Regions from separate parts of the Muntiacus reevesi genome. Here region 2 is linked to region 1. A link is a contact called in public Hi-C data. All regions are on one chromosome and are shown on one strand. Each heading gives the region's core, a stretch centred on a gene start, on an enhancer-like site or on the middle of the called end of the contact. The rest is flanking DNA. Distances are from core to core; before and after follow the strand shown. Region 1 holds the start of PPP2R1B (protein phosphatase 2 scaffold subunit Abeta). Region 2 holds the start of SIK2 (salt inducible kinase 2).

Region 1 (4,296 bases), core at 147-2,646:
TTTCCTCCTCAAGCAAGTGTCTTCATGGATTTGTTTTACAGAAGGAACTAGAAATTCATAATCGCACATCAATTACTTTTCTATTAGCTAAATAGTTAATATCTGAATATGTCTGGCCACAACATTACAATATATGCTCTGCCCTGTTTCTTCACAGTAGAAACAACAGGCTCAGTTTAGTACTTATTAATACTATGGGCAACAAATTCAAAACAACAGTCCAAGTTTTGAAAGCCACTGTAAAACAAAAATGCCCAGGCCTTTCCTCAAAGAGTCACATACCTGTAAGGAATGGCAGCAGTTCAGTTCGTGTCCTTTCTACTCCAAGTGCTAGAGCAATTGTTGATAATTTCTTAATACTATTGAGACGGAGCTTTAAAAAAAAAAAGGTAGAAAGAAGAATGAAGTAAAACAGGAGTTGTGATTTAGACCAAAAGAGAGTACCTACAAACAGGTGAGGTAATTGCATACAGATAAGAAGGAAAAAAAACCTTTAATTTACACTTATTCTATGAGGAACCTCAAAAACAAGGGAACACGCCTTCTTTAGCTAAAGTAAGATTTCTCAGGCGAAACCCTCTGACGGGCCCATTAAAGAAATGAAAGAAAATACAATATCCGGAAAAGCGAGACAATTTTAAAAAGAGATTACTTTAGCAGTGGTGAAGCAGGTGAGATGGTTGAGTACCACGCCAGACTTTTCAAAGAAAAGTTCCATCAGAGCTGACATCCCGCCTCCTTTAAGTTAGTTTAGCCACCCCACCTAATTTCCACTCAAGCCGGGCCAGTTTCCAGCAGGGCGCGAGGAAGGCAGTCATTCCCCCCATTTCACAAGGCGCCTCGGCGTCCTGCAGCCCCTCCGGCCCCGCGCCACCCGCCTCCCGCTCGCCCCGCTACGGGCGCTGCCGGCCCGGGGCTGGACGCGGCGTCCTCACAGCCCGGCCCAGAAAGACCGCCCGGGCGGCAAGCCGGTTCCCCTACAAGCAACCAAGAACCAGGTGGGACGCCGGGCCGCCGCCTCGGCGGGTCAGAACAAGGCGTGAGGGGCAGGCTCCGGGGCCGCCGGGTCGAGCCACCAGAACCCCTCACGGGTCCCTCCTCTCCTCCCCGTCAAGTTTCCACTCCGAGTCCCGGCTTTCAATCCCGGGCCTCCCCCCGCCCACGGGTGCCGGCTGGCCCCCTTCCCTACCACGCGCCCGGCCGAGCCCGCGTCCGCTGCCGGGCCCGACTCCAATACCTGCACGTCCTCATTGCGGAGCTCGTCGATTAAGACCGCGATGGGGTAGAGTGAATCGTCTCCATCTCCGCCGGCGGCCCCTGAGCCGGTGGCAGGCCCCGCCGCGCCCGCCATGTTCTTCCCCCTCCGCCTGGTCTCAGCCGCTCGCTGCGCGCCCAGGCCCCGCCCCGCGCCCAGGCCCCGCCCCGCGCCCAGGCCCCGCCCCGCGCCCTGAGAGGCGGGGCTTAGGCCGGAGGTCGGCGGGAGCCGGAGTCCGGGAACCGAGTGTCTGCTGAGCGGGTAGAGACCCCCGCCAGGTCCCCGTTTCCGAAGCTGTAGGTCTGAACTCCAAAAGACAGGTGGGCTTAGAAGGCGAAAGGAGCCCCCGTGTCCTTTTCCCAAGCGAAAGAAACAGGGGCAGGGATTCATCCTGCTCGTGCTGATCTGAAGGCGTCCGGAACCTACCTGAGTGACTTGTGCTGTGCCCTCTTGGGACTCAGGGGACCAAGAGGATGCCCAAGGCCAGGAGGAAAAAAGACTTAGCGCCTCCCTCCCCCGACTTCATCCTGGCCCGGAGCCATTTGGGTCTCCAGCCCTAATTTCCCCCGCTATATCCTCAGGCTTCCACAAGCTTCCAAAGAACCCCTCCACCCCTTCCTCCGGCCTGTGCGCCAGAATTGTATCTGGCTCCTGCTCCTTAAGACAAATACCGCGGGCGGTGAGAGAAAATGAACAGTGCTATCCAAACTCCCCAGTCAATATTTTTTCCGCTTTCTCCATGCAAGCTGTTAAAAACATGCTGCGCTCTTGTTTTTGTGTTTCTTTTCAGTTTGGTACTGGAATGCTGCCTTCTGTTGTATTTTCTTTCTCTTATTTTTTAGGTCTTTAGCATGCTAGAAGTACAACAATCAAGCAAAACTAGGACAAGCTTTAATCCTTCCAAATTGGGTGAAGCGGCTACTTTGCTTGTACAAGAAAGGCTAACCTGACCTCTCTGGAACTCCCAAGAGTCCTCAAAGGCAGCGGTGGGAGGAGGTCCGAGGGTATGAGAGTTCTTGCAAAGTTTAGTAGGAAGTTTCCATTTACCCTTGTGCAGGCGGCACGGAATAACTAGAACGTCCTGTCTTTTGTTTGTTTTGGACTATAAGCAGTTTAGAGTGATAGCTACCTGTGGCGATCATAGTCTCTGAAATGGTAATTCTATGTGTCTGATGAATAAAAAAGGAAAATTATCAATAAATCTAATTTAGGGGACTTCAAAAAAATAGGGTTCTTGGAAGTAAACACAGTAGATAAGGTTTTTGATCGTAGTGTAAGTTTGGGAACCAGTGAATCTGAACAGTAGTTCTTAATTTAGGCATTCTGGATTATTTGAATGACCATTTTATAACCTGGTATTGCCTTGTGATTTCAATACCTGCATTTGCTTTTTTTTTTTTTTAATTTTTTTTTATTAGTGGAGGCTAATTACTTCACAACATTTCAGTGGGTTTTGTCATACATTGACATGAATCAGCCATAGAGTTACACGTATTCCCCATCCCGATCCCCCCTCCCACCTCCCTCTCCACCCGACTCCTCTGGGCCTTCCCAGTGCACCAGGCCCGAGCACTTGTCTCATGCATCCCACCTGGGCTGGTGATCTGTTTCACCATAGATAATATACATGCTGTTCTTTCAAAACATCCCCAAGAGACACAGAAGTACAGAACAGACCTTTGTATTTAGACAGGTTTTAAAATGTATGTTTTCTCTGTGGGATGAATTCATTCCACTTCATAGATTAATAAATGTATTGTCTTAGATTTATATTTTAGCCCAAAACTTAATGATACTGAAAGGCTTTGTGTCCTTGTAGCCTTCTTTTTATTTTATTGCATTTGCATGTGTGTCTTAGTGGTGCTTTTACTATTCTGGGATCATGAGAAAAGAACAGAGGTGTTTTCATGCACAAAATGAAAGCCAAACCACATCATAGACTGCATTGTCACAGTAGTTCTAACAGAAAAGTGGTGAGAAAATTGAGATAATATTGGTCACTTGGTGGTATAGGTATGTTGAACTCAAAAGAAGCTGAGCTTTCACAGGAATACCATAATCACAATACAAGGGATAATTTAGTCTCAGCAAAATACATCATCTGCCATGTTAAATTGCTATAATATTAATTTGAATGGTATTAGTTTTGTGATATCATTTGTATTTAATTTGTAAATTTATGTTTTTTAGTTATATAAGAACTATAAATAAAAGATCATTATATGCTTACTTTATATTTGTACATTTAAGTAACACTGTAAACTGAGAGTTTTCAAGATTTTCCAAGTACTACACAAGTTGGAGAAAAAGAAAATTAAGAGGTTTTTTTGATTTAGTCCTCGAACCAGAAGACCAGAGCGGGGTTTCTATTGACATGAGGAAGAGGAATCTATTCTCTTCAAAGTCTTCATCAGACTTCTCTGGCAGTTCAGTGGTTAAGACTCTGGTCAGGGAACTGAGATCCTGTATGATGAAGCTGGCCAAAAAAAAAAAAAAAGTCAGAAATGATAAAGGAAGCAAGCCCAGAAAGAAGCATATTAAGTCCGTTCCACATCATCTCTCAGGGCAGATATTAACTCAAGCTTAGACAAGCTTCAATACGCTAAATATAAAAACTAGTACACTGACGGATGCTAAGCTATTTTGCTAAAACTCAAATATACTTTGCTTACCCAAGCACAATGAATTGGACACCTATGGAATAACTATGATTAAATATGAAATCACAAGCTGAGAAAATAGGCCCCAGAAGATTGCCTGGTTTGAGAGTCATCAATTCTGGACTTCAGTTCCCACCTCTGTGGCTGACTCATCACGACTTACCTCTCCCTATGCCTCAGGTCCACCTCCACCCCCTCACCCTCAATAAAATGAAGCTAACCATCTCTGACTCCCTTTCCAGTTACTGTGATTATGTGAGAATGAAGCAGACAGTAAACATGGAGATGCTAGTAAATCCTTCAATAAAGAAAGTGAATAAAATACATAGACTGCAGCAGAAAGAGCCTATTTCAAAAATTGGGCTGAATGGAAACTGGAAC
Region 2 (4,674 bases), core at 792-3,291, 160 kb before region 1:
AAAATGCCAGGCTGGATGAAGCACAAGCTGGAATCAAGATTGCCGGGAGAAATATCAATAACTTCAGATATGCAGATGACACCACCCTTATGGCAGAAAGTGAAGAACTAAAGAGCCTCTTGATGAAACTGAAAAGAGGAGAGTGAAAAAGTTGGCTTAAAATTCAACATCCAGAAAACTAAGATCATGGCATCCAGTCCCATCCCTTCATGGCAAATAGATGGGGAAACAGTGGAAATAGCATTTATTTATAATAAACAGACTTTATTTTGGGGGGCTCCAAAATCATTGCAGATGGTGACTGCAGCCATGAAATTAAAAGACACTTGCTGCTTGGAAGAAAAGCTATGACCAACCTAAACAGCATATTAAAAAGCAGAGACATTACTTGGCCAACAAAGGTCCATCTAGTCAAAGTTACGGTTTTTCCAGTAGTCATGTATGGATGTGAGAGTTGGACTATAAAGAAAGCTGAGTGCTGAAGAATTGATGCTTTTGAACTGTGGTGTTGGAGAAGACTCTTGAGAGTCCCTTGGACAGCAAGGAGATCCAACCAGTCAATCATAAAGAAAATCAGTCCTGAATATTCATTGGAAGGACTGATATTGAAGTTGAAACTCCAATACTTTGGCTACCTGATGTGAAAAACTGACTCATTGGAAATGACCTTGATGGTGGGAAAGATTGAAGGCAGGAGAAGAAGGGGATGACAGAGGATGAAATGGTTGGGTGGCATCACCGACTCAATGGACATGAGTTTGAGTAAGCTCTGGGAGTTGTTGATGGACAGAGAAGCTTGGCGTGCTGCAGTCCACGGGGTCGAAAAGAGTCAGATACGACTGAATGACTGAACTGAGCTGAAACACTGTAAGAATAAGTAAGCACCTGTGGATTTTTTTTTTTTTAATTCATTGTTATAGTCCATTTCCATCAGTATTCATTCATGATACTCAAATTGTCCCAGATGGGTAAGTGAAGTTAACTTCAAACTGACTCCTGTTACCTTTTGACATGTCTGCGATATGAAAATCTTGCTTTCTGGGACAAGACCTTTCAAGCGCATTTTATACTTTCCCTCTCTGTCTGGGAATAAAGCCATTTCTCCAGAGTCTGTTTCCTTTTATTCAAAATATTAAAATAACGCTGTACCTGTTTCCCTGGGTCAGCGTATGAAAGATCGGTGTGGTGATTTGCTATCCTAACTTTAGCATTGCCAGTGTGACCTTGGCAATTTCCTTCGTTCCCAAGGGGTTGATTCCTCATCTGAAAAGAAACTGGATTAGGTAAGTATTTCTTAAGCTTTTCGCGGTCACCAACACATTTAAAAGCTATATTCCCATCTTCCCAGAGGCAAGCTCAAAGAAGCATTAAAAAATTGCACACATTTTAGGGGTTTCGTGCCCCCAAAGGCCATTTGAGGCTCCAAATCCCTGGATTAGGTGATCTCCAAGGCCTACTTCACCGCTGATACACTGTTGAGTGTATAAGGGTCTGTGCGGGTGTCAGAATGAACGCTAAGAGACATCAAATTTGGAGGGATTTATATAGAGACAGATGAGAAAAAGATACAAAGAAGGGAGCCTGTGAGCAATGCATTGCTCAGCCAGAGTTCTTCGCCCGTGCCAAATTTAGGAAGAACAGTAGTCATAGGTGAGAGGTTTTGGCGGGAAGGTCCCCCTGGTGGGCGGGTAACGCCGGGGCCGGGGAAGAAGACCCAGGGCCAGCCCCAGTCGCTGCAGCCCTGCGCGCCGCCCACCAGGGCTCGCTCTTACCCTTCGTCAGGGTGGCCGAGGAGCGGGGCGGGCCAGGCCGCTACCCCGCCCCGTTCCTCAGCGAGGCGGCCGCGAGCTCGGAGGGCGCAGGAGCCCGGAAGGAACGCGCCGTCCAGGCCCCGCCCAGCCGCCCGCCCTCGCGGCCGCCCGCCGCCTACGTCGGCGGGGCTCCGGTCGCCATGGTGACCAATCGAGGCCCGGTCCCGCCCCCGCCCCTCTGTCCCGGCCCCCTGACGTCGGCGCACGTCAGCGGCGGCGCGCGCCTGGCTGGGCCCTGCGGAGCGGGAGGGACGGAGCGCAGGAGAGAGCGGAGCCGCCGTCGCCCGAGCGGAGCCGCGCAGCCCGCCCGCCAGCCAGTCCGCCCGCCAGCCGACCAGTCAGCGCTCCAGTCCGCCGTGCCTCGCAGCGGGGCCCAGCATGGTCATGGCGGATGGCCCGAGGCACTTGCAGCGCGGGCCGGTCCGGGTGGGGTTCTACGAAATCGAGGGCACGCTGGGCAAGGGCAACTTCGCCGTGGTGAAGCTGGGGCGACACCGGATCACCAGGACGGAGGTGCGGCCCGGGGCTCGGCGGGAGCGTCCGAGGCGAGGGTTCGGGAGACGAGCTATTGGCCAAGAGGGGCGCCTGCCGCGGGGGGCCTGGGCAGCTCCGAGAGGCCGGGTCACCGGCTCAGACGAGAGGGCCTGGGAGTGTGAGGACCCGGGGAGCTCCAGGGGTCGGCGAGCGCCACGGGGACCGGGGCCGCGTCGCCCGGACCCGGGTGTCGTCCGATTTGGAGACCCGGGCCGCCAGGCGCTTTGCCTTCTCTGGGCCACCCCTGGGGCCCCCCCGGAATTTCGCCCAGAGCCTCGCACCCGTGGCCGTGACCTGGTCTGTGGGCCTCCGCTCCGGAGCCCAAGTTCCGCGTCTTCCCGGCTTTCAGCTGGGGGTGGGGTGGGAGGGGAAGTCTCCGCGCTCCTGGGCTGCGCGGTGAGAGGCGTCGCCAGCCCGGCCGAGGGGACCGCTTGCGCCCCGACGCCCCGGACGGGGCTCCGCAAGGCTCCGGGGGAACCGCGTCGCCCCCTCCCCGGCCACTCGAGGAAGGGGGGCCCCGAGGGCCGGGAATGCCCGGAGCGCCACGGTCCCATCTTCTCTCCGCTCCTGGTGCTAGACAGTATCTCTGACCTAGTGTCAGGCTTGCTGGATCTCGTGCCTGAGGCATTTCCACCTTAGTACTCCAGACAATAGAGCCGGTTAAAATGGTCATCTGGGCATTCGCACAGTCGGTGGGGTTGGCCTTTCTTATGCTAGGTGATTTCTTTACCAGGGGTGCGTTCTGGCGGTGAATACGCGTTCCTTAAGCCGCGTCAGATTCTACCTGTCTCTTCTAAAAGCCCTCGGCTGCTTCCTGACGGGGAAGCGAGCATCTCCCCCCCGCCCTCCATCGCACATTCTCACGCACCGCACATATTTTCTCGCAAGTCTCTCTTCTTACCTAACCCGCCTCCCCTTCCTTTCACCGCCTCAAGCTGCTCTCCTCAGGGTCTCTATTTTAAGACGTGCAAATTAAATACTTTAGAAAAACGGTAGAAACAAAACCATTCTTTAGAATAAAACCTTGTGTTTTTGACATACTCTACTCTGCGTCGTTGTAGTTGTTCTGGAGTTTCATCCTTTCCTTTTTTTTTTTTTCTTTTTTCCCTTTCCACTTTTCATCCTGTTCAGCGTTTCTCCTTGTTAGTGCGAAGGTACCAGAGTTTGGATATGAAATAGCAGGATTCTTTTTCAGAATGGCTGTGTAAGGTGAAGGGCATTGGAAAACTTGAGTGATTTTTGTAGCTGTTGTTCTTAGAAGTTTTGCTTACTGTGAAGAAATCCGTTTCCAAAAAGAAGGGGCATATGTCATTGTGTCATCCTCGTTTTTCGTCTTGCCCTGCTGATCGTGACTGAGGCAGTCGAATTCCGACCATTTTGTGTGTGTGTGTGTGTGTGTTTTTAGCATCAGGGCCAAGGTCACAAATTTTCCTCTCACAAATTTACTAGAGTTAGCAATTTAAGTTTTTAATGTAAATAATGTGACTGTAGTGAGATTACTTAATCTGATCCCAGTATTTTTTAAAACGAAGAAATTGATTGCATTCCTCTAAGGAAACATGGCTTAATGCCATGCTGTTTGCCCTTTAGTTACATGAAAAGAAGACATTTTTAATATGTATTTTTGTATAAGTCCTTGCTTAACGACTCCAAAAACTAAACAGATTTCATAGTTAGGAAGAGCTTCTACAGAACTTTCGAACTCTAGTGGTTGAATTCCAAGCCCATCAGCTCATATTATTTTTTTTCTCATCAGTTCTTATCAGTGTTAGTTGAAAGATTTGTCAGCTGTTACTTATTAGTATTTGGTATACAGTAGTATATAGTATCTACTTAAGAATTACTTAAGTAGAGCTATAAGTGACTGACACTTTTTCTTGAGGTTGTCATCTCAAACCGTGTTACTTTTAAACTGATCTCTCTCGTAGAGCTAGGGGGCAGTGTGGAGTAGTATCATGGTTTGGCTATCGGTGAGATCAAGGCATTTGTAATTGAAGGCACAGGTCAGATCAAGAAAGAGCACTCAGATCCTGAACTGTGTGCGTGGTTTACATTTGTAAAATCATTTCACGTAAAAGCTCAGATCCTGAACTGTGTGCGTGGTTTACATTTGTAAAATCATTTCAGGTAAAAGCTAACTTTCTAGTACATAGAACCCATCTACTGTTGCTTTTTCTAAAGAAGGTGTTCTTAACATATAAAAAGAATAAAGTATGAAGTTTAAGATGGGTGAGTGTGAGTGTGGTAATTTGGTGTAACTGGAGGTGTTACAGATAAGAGGAGTGAGGGAAACAGCAAGACTTTAATAAAGAGAAAAGTTCCTGTAAAT

What was found. Hi-C and Micro-C count contacts between places; a contact is called where the count stands out from the background.
Region 2: a contact with region 1 is called in a Hi-C map of muscle, with 4 times the contacts expected there. The contact joins the promoter of SIK2 here to the promoter of PPP2R1B in region 1. A contact is called at or near these places in 2 of 3 Hi-C or Micro-C datasets (blood and muscle).

What each region holds. Positions count from the first base shown.
Region 1 is chr9:69,485,156-69,489,451 of mMunRee1.1, reverse strand. It overlaps PPP2R1B (protein phosphatase 2 scaffold subunit Abeta), which reads right to left and starts at 1,396. Exons shown (of 17, transcript XM_065944294.1): 1 at 1,238-1,396; 2 at 283-373. The coding sequence starts at 1,351.
Region 2 is chr9:69,647,858-69,652,531 of mMunRee1.1, reverse strand. It overlaps SIK2 (salt inducible kinase 2), which reads left to right and starts at 2,041. Exons shown (of 15, transcript XM_065944289.1): 1 at 2,041-2,324. The coding sequence starts at 2,190.